2 separate regions of the Mus musculus genome follow, and region 2 is linked to region 1. A link is a contact called in public Hi-C data. All regions are on one chromosome and are shown on one strand. The core of a region is the stretch at or near the end of the contact, and the rest is flanking DNA. Distances in the headings are between cores, read along the strand shown.

Region 1 (4,863 bases), core at 185-2,684:
ACTCTGTCTTCTTCTTCCTTGGAGCCATGGAAGCCCTTGCTACTTGTTGCTGCAGGGCTTTTCTGCAGTAGTGTCCACATCAGCTCCTGCTCCTTACTGAGTATTCAAGCAATGGCAGTGAAGTCTGATGGGAATGAACAGTGGGAAAAAAGAGTGTGAGAGATGGGACGTGTGGTGGCAGCTGAGGACAGCCTGCCTGTGTGACTCTCCGTGCTGTCCTTATCTGCTCCGCAGTAGCATCCTAAACCCAAGCACCACATCTGCTAGGAGCCCACTCTTCCTCATCTTGCCAAACAGGCTTTGCTTATTAAAAGGTTTTCTCCCTAGACTGCCATCCTAACCTCAAAAATAAATGCAGTTGCTGCTCCTTGATTCTAGCCAACCAAGAGGAGCCAGAGGGTCTGCTGGGGCTCCTTCTGCCAGAGCCCCAAGAGTCAGTAGCCAAAGTCTCTGTTGGTTGCAGCAGCCTTCCTGCTGATGCAGCAGGCCAGAGCTGCCAAGCATTGGGAAAGGCGATCTGGAGACAAAGGCTGTTTATCTGTCGCCTTGCCTCTAGTCTTCTTGTGGTTTGGGCCTCCAGACCAGGCAAAAAGCCCCATTTTTGCTCTTGGGATTTTTGGTTTCCTTTCGAAATTTGTATCATCTTGTGCAAGAACTGGTGTGTCCGAGCTGCCAAGTAGAGCAGTAAACCTGAGTTGTGCTCCATGATGTCATGCTTGGAATACAGCAGCCAGATAAGGGTGTGCTCAGAGGGGACTGGTTCATTAGTATGCTTTTCAAATCCTCATTCAGGTTGTACCTCTCTGCTGTACGATCAGCTGATCTTGTGCAACGTTTTAATGTTCCCTTGTCATGGAGGAGGTTGGTTGTCACAGGAAGTTCTGTAGTTTGGAGCCCTGGTTTTGGATTCTGGTTCTGTAACCTGATCCAGCTGCATCCTGAACACCGTATCTTCCTCTTTGAGGCCTCATTTCTTTTCTGTGCAATAGGATCATTGGGTTTTGTTTTGGTTTTGTTTTGCCATGTTGCTCACATTAGTCTTGAACTCCAGGGCTGAAGTGATCCCCCCCCCCCCCCCCCCCGAGCAGCCAAGATTCCAGGCTTTGCCACTGTGAAATGGGGTTAATTACACCCGTTTTCAGGTTTTGCCTGCCCAGATTCCTGTTATTATTCCTCCTTATTACAGACAGTCGTGAAATATCAAAAGCCACAAAACAGAGCTAAAGTGGACCAGAGGAGTCTAGAGAAGAGAGCTCATTGTGAGGGCAGAGTAGGTGGGATTTGGGAAGGCGTAAGGAGATGAGGACGCCTGTGTCCAGGAAGATGGGTCCTTTGCCCTTTTCAGAGTGCCACTTCAACCCACAGAAGCCTAGCCTGGCAGAGTCTCAGCTGCTCCTAGTCTCGTGGCCCACTGCCTCCCTACAGTAAGAGGGGAAGTGTATGGTGTGTTACCGCAGGAAAACAAGCCCCTGGGAATAACTGTGCCTTGCTGTCAGAGGTAGATCAGCTTGAAAGGAAAAAGGTTTCTTTTAATTCTGAAGGGGGGCAAAAGAACCAGAAATGTCAAAGATAAAGGCCCCAAATGGAGAAGACAGCACTTCCGGTTTCACATTTGAGAACCATTAGTACAGGGGTACTGGCTGATTGATCTTTACTGCCCAGGAATCCGGCAGGGAGACAAGGGTCCCTGAAGCGTATTGACTGGCCTCAAATCTAGACAGGGCCTTTATTGCTACAGATGCCAGGCCCAGCTCAGCTCTAGCCTGATGTGTATGCATGTGTTCTCTCTCTCTCTCTCTCTCTCTCTCTCTCTCTCTCTCTCTCTCTCTCTCACACACACACACACACACACACACACACACACACACACGACAAGAAGGAACACAGGACCAAGAACATCAGGTCACCTGTTGCTTTAACCTCAGGTTCTTAGTTTGATAGGTCTGTGTCCTCCGACAAGTGAGGTCTGCTCCAGGAGTCTCCCTCTCCTGGGGTGTTCTCAAAGGTAATCACACTTCCTTACACAGGACTCTTTGGACAACTGCAACAGTCTTTATACTCTTAAAAAAGAAGTCACTAGGGAATGCTTGTAGATATTCTCAGCCAGGCATCTTGATCTTTAGCACTAGAGACTGGTCCTCAGAGTTTTCTGGGCTGTCTGGAGCAAACTCCATATCCGTGCTCCTTTCAGACATAGCCTTTGAGAAGAGGCCATCCCAGATCTCTCCCTTCTGGTCAGTGAACTTGTTCCTCTGGCCTGGTGGAGGAACTGCTGGGAGTGACTAGAGCCCCGCTGCTGCCACAGGCTGAGCAGGGCTTCACCCCAGAGACCCACATGGAGTACAGCACAAGGTTTATCTACACAGAGGCCAAGGACAGCTGAGACTCCTTCTCTTGGGGCATGAGGAGAGCTTCCAGGAGGGGCCTGTTAAGAGAGCTTTAAAAAGCCAAGTAGGCATTTTCCATGAGGGGTGGGAGGGTGGGCAGGGTAAATCCTTCCCAGAGAAGATGATATATTAGGGTTATGTAGACCTAGGAAAGAGGAAGGCAAATGACAGCCAAAAGTGTGTGCAGAGAGCTCAGCAGGAGGGGTAGCAGAAAAGAAGGTACCCAGGTGGCCAGGGCGAGGCTGCAAAGATGCTGATTGATGGCAGAAGCTTGAGGTAGGTGTTTCTGGTGATGTCACTGTGAACATCTGGTTGTAATCTGACTCGTTGACTACTCTGAACTATTCTCTTTCTCCCTGAAACCCTGCAGTCCGCTCCAATGTACCAGTACCTCGATAGGAAGATGTTCAAAGAAGCATATCAGATCGCTTGCTTGGGAGTGACAGACGCTGATTGGCGTGAACTGGCCATGGAAGCTCTAGAAGGACTAGAGTTTGAGACGGCAAGGAAGGTATGCACTTAGTAGTGTGAGCCAGAATTTGGTCCTTGAAAGGGTCCCTTGAGGCAGAAGGTGCCAGTAACACCAAAGGGGCAGAAAGTGACTCTAATGGGCTCTGAAGTCTCCTCAGTCTCCCCTTTCACAGTGGTGGTAACTACCCTCCCGGGGTTGTTTTTCTGGAGGGTTCTGGCAGACAAGGACCTGTTCTCAGGAAGCTGGGAAGATCTAAGCAGATAATGCCAGTAAAACATCTGGTTGATTCTGGCTGCCAGTCTTGGTAGTAATCATTTATGTAAAGAACCTAGATAAAGCCTGCTCATGGCAGCCATTTATTAATGAGGTAGCTCAGGCTGGCTTAAGCGCCAGCCATTTATCACACCACCATTGTTCTTAGCACTGGCTTAGTGCAGAGGAGATGGTCAGGCTCTCTGATTCCCACAGCAGTGTGGCAGTGTCCCCATACCCTCTTGACATGATTCACAGTGCTACTTTTAGTTTAGCCAAAAAAAGCTAAGGAAATGGTCAAAAATATTTAACCTTTCCTAGACTTATGAGTGCCCATCTGATAGATCAAGGGAGAAGAGTGAATGGCTTCCAGCCTCTCCTGTCCTCTTTCCCTGCTTTCTCTCCCATAGCCAAGTGGAGAGTCTCCTCTTGCCCAGGCTACTGATACTGAAGTACCTGCAGACATATGTGGTACCTGCCTCTTGTTAACAACAGAGCACACTTCAGAGCTGGGCTTTTTCCCAGCCTGTTCTCTCAGCCTGACTTCTCTATCCCTGCTTCTAAAATGCATAGCACTCTTCCTCTATTCTGTACTCACCTTGAGGCCTCCCCAGGCCTGGTAAAGGAGTTTGGAATAGCTGTGCAAATGCCAACCATATCACACAGAGTTGGAGGTGTCGCTGCTCAGTGGTAGAGCACTGGCTAGCATGCACAAGGCCCTGTCTCAATACACAGTGCATGAAGAAAAGTCAAGCTACCCAATAATTACCTACATATTTTTAGATCAGATAAGCATTGGGAAGTATTAGACTAGGGCTTTAGGAATTCAGGAGGGGGGAAGTTCCTTCTCCTGCCCCACCTAGAAATGCAAGCCTGTAAAGAATACCAATAGGTTTTCAGGGTGTCTTCGGGCTATAGCTAGAAATAAAGTTATATTCTCTAGTCAGTTACCCTTCACATCTAGAGCCTAAGAGCCAGCTCGTATTATTACTGCCCTGCTATAGAGCATGCGGCCAGATAAAGGGAACTGGAGCTGGGATATATCCTTCTCTTCATTTCATACCCCACCTCGCATCCCAGAACACTCAAGAATAGACACGAGCATATCAGATCGCTGGGTTCTTTGTTAAAATGGTATTTCTTTAGTCATTTTACTTGACAAATGAAAATTGTGTGTATATTTCTTGTGGGTAGCATGATATTTTGAAAAGTCGTAGAGCTTTGAGCATAGACTTTGACTGATGTTTTGTTTTAATCCTGAATCCTTGGCTTTTCTCTCCCCTGGGTGTCAGTCGGTTTTTCAGGACTCAGACTTGTGGAAGGAGGGGCCTGGCCTAGAAGGGTGCTCCCACTAGATGGCACAGGAGAGCTGCTTAGCTGCCAGCTCATCTGTTCCCTGCTCCCCACTTCCCTCTGTGGAAGTTACTCACAGTCTTGTGACTGACCACTCCGAATAGCACCCTGACTCTGCGGTATATCAAGGCTGAAGGATGCTAGTGACAGACTTATCAAATTCAGAAATCCAGTGCTCAGAACCAGACAGGCCCTTGAAGAGGTGTCACTTGCTTGCCTGACCACAAAGAAGGCTGCTGGATCCCATCCATAGGAAGGAAATAGCTCAAGGTCCTGTTGGGCTGAGACCAGAGTCTTTTTTTCCTACTCTGCCCATTACCAGGGACCTGCATCCATACATGGTTTAAAAAACACAAATCAGAAGGGCAGATTTTACTTTTGTCCACACTGCCTGACTGA
Region 2 (5,041 bases), core at 2,225-4,724, 520 kb after region 1:
CACAGGCAGGGTGACAGGGATATGGTAGTATGGGAGAAATAACAGATGTTTTGTAAGGTAGAGGTTAGTGGCTTGTGTGGAGGAGGCTCAGACACTGAAACTGGACAGGATACATAAAAAGGTGACAGAGAACACAGAGTGGGAGAGCTGGCTGTGGTGTTGGTTGAAGGACCAGAGTTTCCCACACTTTTCACACCTCAGATAGGGATGGAGCCACAAGGCAGAGCTTGTCCAGGCTCCACATGAAGAGAGGGCACTCACCTTGTCAAAAAGGCCATACTCGCAGATAAGCTGTTCCCGGGCCTTAGTGTTGATAGCAATGGTGAACCTCACATGGGCTACCAGCAGCTGGATGGAGGAGAAATCTCACTGAGGGTCTCCATGCTCACTCAGCACTCCCAGCCCAGGCCAGGCCAGCCCACAGTGCGGGGGTCACTCTGGCCCCAGAGAGGAAGTGAAAGGGCTCTGTGTAGACCTTCCTGCCCTGTAGCTATAGGAGGCCTGTGGCCACCACTGTTATGCTGAGGAGTAAGGGCCCTGGCGCTTGTCTCCTACTACACTAGGAACAGATCCTGGTTATCAGTCTCTAAGGCAGACGTCCTGCTTTGAACTAATTTACAACGAAGAGACCAAAGCACCAGCTCTCTTCTTTTTTGTTTTATTTTTTTTTATTTTTATTTTTTTTTCTAGACAAAGAGTTCCTCTAGGTATATAGCCCTGGCTGTACCAGAACTCACTCTGTAGACCAGGCTAGCCTTGAACTCAGAGATCTGCCTGCTTCTGCCTCCCAAGTACTGGCATTAAAGACAAGTGCTGCCACCACCACCACCTGGCTTAGCAGCAGTAATTTTTTTTAGCCTGTAGTTGACCCAACAATCAAGTGCTGGCAGCATTTGGGAAGAGAAGGAAAATGACTTAACTGCCCTTTTGAACTCTGCTTTCTGGACAGCAGGGTTGTAACAGGCTCCTGTGACTTGGCCCTTGAATGTCTGTCCTAGGCCCCTCTTTGCAACCTACTCCTAGCTATCACCACTCCACTCGCACACACCCTGGGATGCCAGCTACTCTCCTAGATAATCTTTCCTTGTAGGTGGAGCCCTGGCTGGTTGTACCTTGAAAAGGGGATGCACAGCAGGCAGCTGGCGGTACATGGCGATACCAAACACCTCAGACACCAGATGCGTGCGCAGAAGGTGGGTGATCGTTTGATGGACGTGGAAGTCACTGGAACGCACCCAGATTTTGGCCAAAAGCCAGTCGTACTTTGAATCCGTAGGGAGGAAGATTGGGTTACTCTCTCCAGGGGTTTGGTTGAGCTGGTGCATTAGAGAAAGAGAACGCTCCACTTTATTTCTCATTGGGAGCTGTGGGAGAACTCTGGGGAAGTTCCACAAGAAAGCAAACATCAACCGGCCATGACTTTCAGATCACAAAAAGCACGTGGGGAGTGGTGGAGGGCCCTAGTGACATGTCTTTTGACCTGTTTGTGAGCTGTAGGTTCCTTGTCTGTAACTTGAGGACAGTGGTACAGACCTCGGGGAAGGAGCGAGCAGCTGCAAGGGTCGGTGACCTGTGCCCTCCCCAGAGCCTGGCATCCTCCAGCTTACCACTTCTGCTCAGCAGTGCCCTCCATCCTCCTCCCTGACAGACACCCTGACCTTGAGTGCCGTGCTCCTTCTGGACCAAGGCTGGGGCTGCATGCTGCCCAGTTCCCTTTTGCTCCAGCTGCAAATCAGGATTTGCTGCTGGAGCCCTGCTCTGAGCCCTAACTCTGAAACCAGGTACCCAGGGGCCCAGCTTGCGTTTGCATTTCCAGTTTCCTTGCTTGGGTCATGTGATTTTTCTCTAAAATGTAAAGAAATTTGTTATCTGTTCTTTAAAAACTCATTTCTTTAAAGCCAGAAAGATAAGGCCCCTGAGCAGAGTTAGCTGCACCCCCCTAACTAATCTGGAAGATGGTTTTGCGGTTTAAATGTGATGTCCCGGTAGGCTCGTGTGTTTGAACACTTGATCGCTAGCTGGCAGTGCTGTTTTGGAAGATTTGGAACTTTTAGGAGCAGGAGACTTGGGCTTGGAGGTTCCACATACTGGCCCCACTTCCTGTCTATTTGCTTCCTGATTATGAATGGAACCAACCACTTCCTATTTCTACAGCCATGCCTCACCCTCTGCGATGGACTGTATTCCCTTAAACTGAGCACCAAAATAACTCTCCCTTCCTTAAGTTGTTTTCATTAGAGAGGTTATAAGCACCTTTCTGATTTGTCTCTCCATCCAAAGTAGCACTAGCCAATAGAAATATAATGCAAGCAGCACAAATTCAAATTTCTAGGAGGCCACCTTTTTTTAAATTACATTTTTTTTTTTTTAGTCAGCCATATTTTTTAAAAGAAAAAAGAAATACGTAACCCCAGGGTAAAATATTTACCTCACCCACTTTTCTTTTCTTTACTTTTCTTTCTTTCTTTCTTTTTTAATCTTTGAGAATTTTATTTATTTATTTTTTAATTAGGTATTTTCTTCATTTACATTTCAAATGCTATCCCAAAAGTCCCCCAGACCCTCCCCCCACTCCCCCCCCCACTCCCACTTCTTGGCCCTGGCATTCCCCTGTACTGAGGCATATAAAGTTTGCAAGACCAAGGGGCCTCTCTTCCCAATGATGGCCGACTAGGCCGTCTTCTGCTACATATGCAGCTAGAGACACGAGCTCCGGGGGTACTGGTTAGTTCATATTGTTGTTCCACCTATAGGGTTGCAGACCCCTTTAGCTCCTTGCCTCACCCACTTTTCTACAACACAAAACCATTCTGAAATAGTCCTGGCAGGTTTCATTCTTTTACTCTTCTTCTAAGTCTTTGGGTTATGGACACTAAGAATTTACTCCGGGTCTTGGTTTGGATTAAGTGCGTCTCGAGAACACCAGAGCAAGGAGTACTGCGTCCTAAGCTTCCTAAGCCACTGTGCTGTGGGGGAGGTGGCAGGACTACTAGGGAAGCAGCTCTCCCCTACCGCCTGAGGATGAGCAAGGAGGCCAGGGAGACACTCCTGACCCCCACAGTATCCTTCCCACTTGTTCGCTAATGGATTTGTCCTCTACCTTTAGGAGAGAATTTCAGATTCCTTAAGTGATCAGGTTTAAGTCAGAAGTCAGCACATGTGTCCTCAGAGGACAACAGGCTTGCCGTTTCCAGAGGGTCCTAGTGAGCAAGGTTCTCAGAGGACTGCTCCTCACAGTGATCGCTCTGTTTCCATAGCTGTGTGGCCCACAGACAGCCACCCTGTGGCCTGCTTCCTAGAGCACACGGGCCACCTGTCCTACTCAGGTATCCTCAGGCACTGAGTCCAGAGACTTTCTGCTGTGTCGTAAGGTTTGACGTATGTGTCATCACAAAATCCTCACCACAGCCTGACCAACAGTTCTTCCTCATCCTTCCTATTTTGCAAAGAGATAAAGTGTGAGGTTCTGAGTGACTCAGCCTCTCTCCAGGCCACACAGAGGTCTGGATGGAGCTAAGTAGGGATGCTCTGTTGCTTTGCCTGCTGTAACTCCATCACCCTGCAGTTCCTTCCTCTCTGTCTGACCATGCCACACAGGGGCTCCCATGGTGAGCTTTTATACAGAGCATGCCACACCTCCTCCCACCCCTCCAGACTTGTCCTTGTCCCAGCTCTTCTAGAATATGCCCAGGACAACGTGCTTGCATTATTTTAAATGCTTTTGAAGGAGGCCATCTTTTGTTTCTGAGTAGAAAATAATATATGATTATTATTGTAAACTACTCCAGCATTTACAGAAGAGTCCAAGAACTAGTGAGAATGTACCTCTTGTCCAGCCACAAGAGGTCGCTGCTTCCCTAGGTCTTTGCATATGTGTGTATTTGTGTTTACTTTTCATAAACAGAACCTTATTATGAGGAACTTAGACCTATCCTTACTATCTCCAACCTGTTCTGTATGCAGCGTGGTGACCCTGTGTCCTGTGTCTCACCAAGCCAACACCAATGTCTACCCATGTAAAGCATATGGTTTGTGGCATGCTGTGTTCTTGCATTCATTTTTGCATAAATGAGCTGATATCATCCATATTCCATGTTTTGCTTTTCTGCTTTGGTACTAGCCCTGGGAAGGGCCAAGTCAGCTGAGAGCAGATGCAGTCCTCTTTGAAGGTGTACAGTGCTGTAGTGTTTCCTGCTTTGGACACGGTCCCATCCCCTCAACCTCTCCTATGTTCTGTCTGTCTGCAGCCTCACACCCAAGCCAGAACCATGATCTCCATCCTCTAGCATGTTGCTCTGTTGATCCTCAAAAAGGCTGGTTCAGTTCAGTCTTGGCAGAGAACCTCTCAGCACTGCTTTCAATTGTCCTGGCCTTGCCAGCCTCAACACGGAGACCCATGGGCCTTCTTACAGCCCAGCCTAGAATCCATCTGTTACAGCAGCTGTGGGCCCTGTTCAAGGGTTGTCCCAGTAACTGCAGCTACCACTGCCCTGGGGTGCATTAATTCTCCTGGGCAGCTATAGAGAAAGGGTTAACCATGTCCTGTGGCTTGTCCAATGCCTAATTCCTGCTAACAATGGAAAGAGCTGAGATTTGAGCCAGGCCTCTGGCTCTAATAAATACATGTCTGGGACATGCTATTTCAGAACACCTGTCAGTGGTAATCCATCCCTCTCCTGGCATCTTTCAGTGGTGATTTCCCACATCCCCTGTGCCTTCATTTGATGCTTCAGCTTCTTACACATAGAGCTTTCTCTGATAATAGGCTCAGGACTCCTGGAGTGCAGAGGGGTGGGGGTATAGATATGCAGCTAACTGATTTGATTAATTAGTTAAACAAATTGACACTGGGCACCACTCTGTAGCCCAGGCTGTCCTTGAACCGACAGCCTGGGATTATAAACATAAGTTAAACTTCAGGCTTGAGACAGCTGGCTTGAATTTCAGCTCCGTGGCTGGCTAACTATGAGCACCTGTACCTTAGTCTCCTTGCATGGGTAAGATGGTTGAGAGCAGTAAGGTGACAGTTACACAAATGGAG

Evidence for each region. Hi-C and Micro-C count contacts between places; a contact is called where the count stands out from the background.
Region 2: a contact with region 1 is called in a Hi-C map of the G1E-ER4 cell line, with 2.1 times the contacts expected there. The contact joins two enhancer-like sites. A contact is called at or near these places in 2 of 484 Hi-C or Micro-C datasets (the G1E-ER4 cell line and the HL-1 cell line).

Annotation. Positions count from the first base shown.
Region 1 is chr6:115,896,722-115,901,584 of GRCm38.p6, forward strand. Ift122 (intraflagellar transport 122) reads left to right here. Exons shown (of 29, transcript NM_001167763.1): 15 at 2,758-2,898. Among named protein-coding and RNA genes, the nearest start is that of Rho, 33 kb to the right of the region's middle. Within about 2 kb of position 1,435, at least 80 of the 459 cell types and tissues checked have an H3K27ac peak or open chromatin away from gene starts, as enhancers often do. A contact at or near this core is called in the G1E-ER4 cell line, where this site is marked.
Region 2 is chr6:116,414,262-116,419,302 of GRCm38.p6, forward strand. Alox5 (arachidonate 5-lipoxygenase) reads right to left here. Exons shown (of 14, transcript NM_009662.2): 8 at 1,113-1,316; 9 at 262-348. Gm38880 (a long non-coding RNA gene) reads left to right here. Exons shown (of 5, transcript XR_869387.2): 2 at 1,091-5,041. Among named protein-coding and RNA genes, the nearest start is that of Gm38880, 3.6 kb to the left of the region's middle. Within about 2 kb of position 3,475, at least 34 of the 459 cell types and tissues checked have an H3K27ac peak or open chromatin away from gene starts, as enhancers often do. A contact at or near this core is called in the G1E-ER4 cell line, where this site is marked.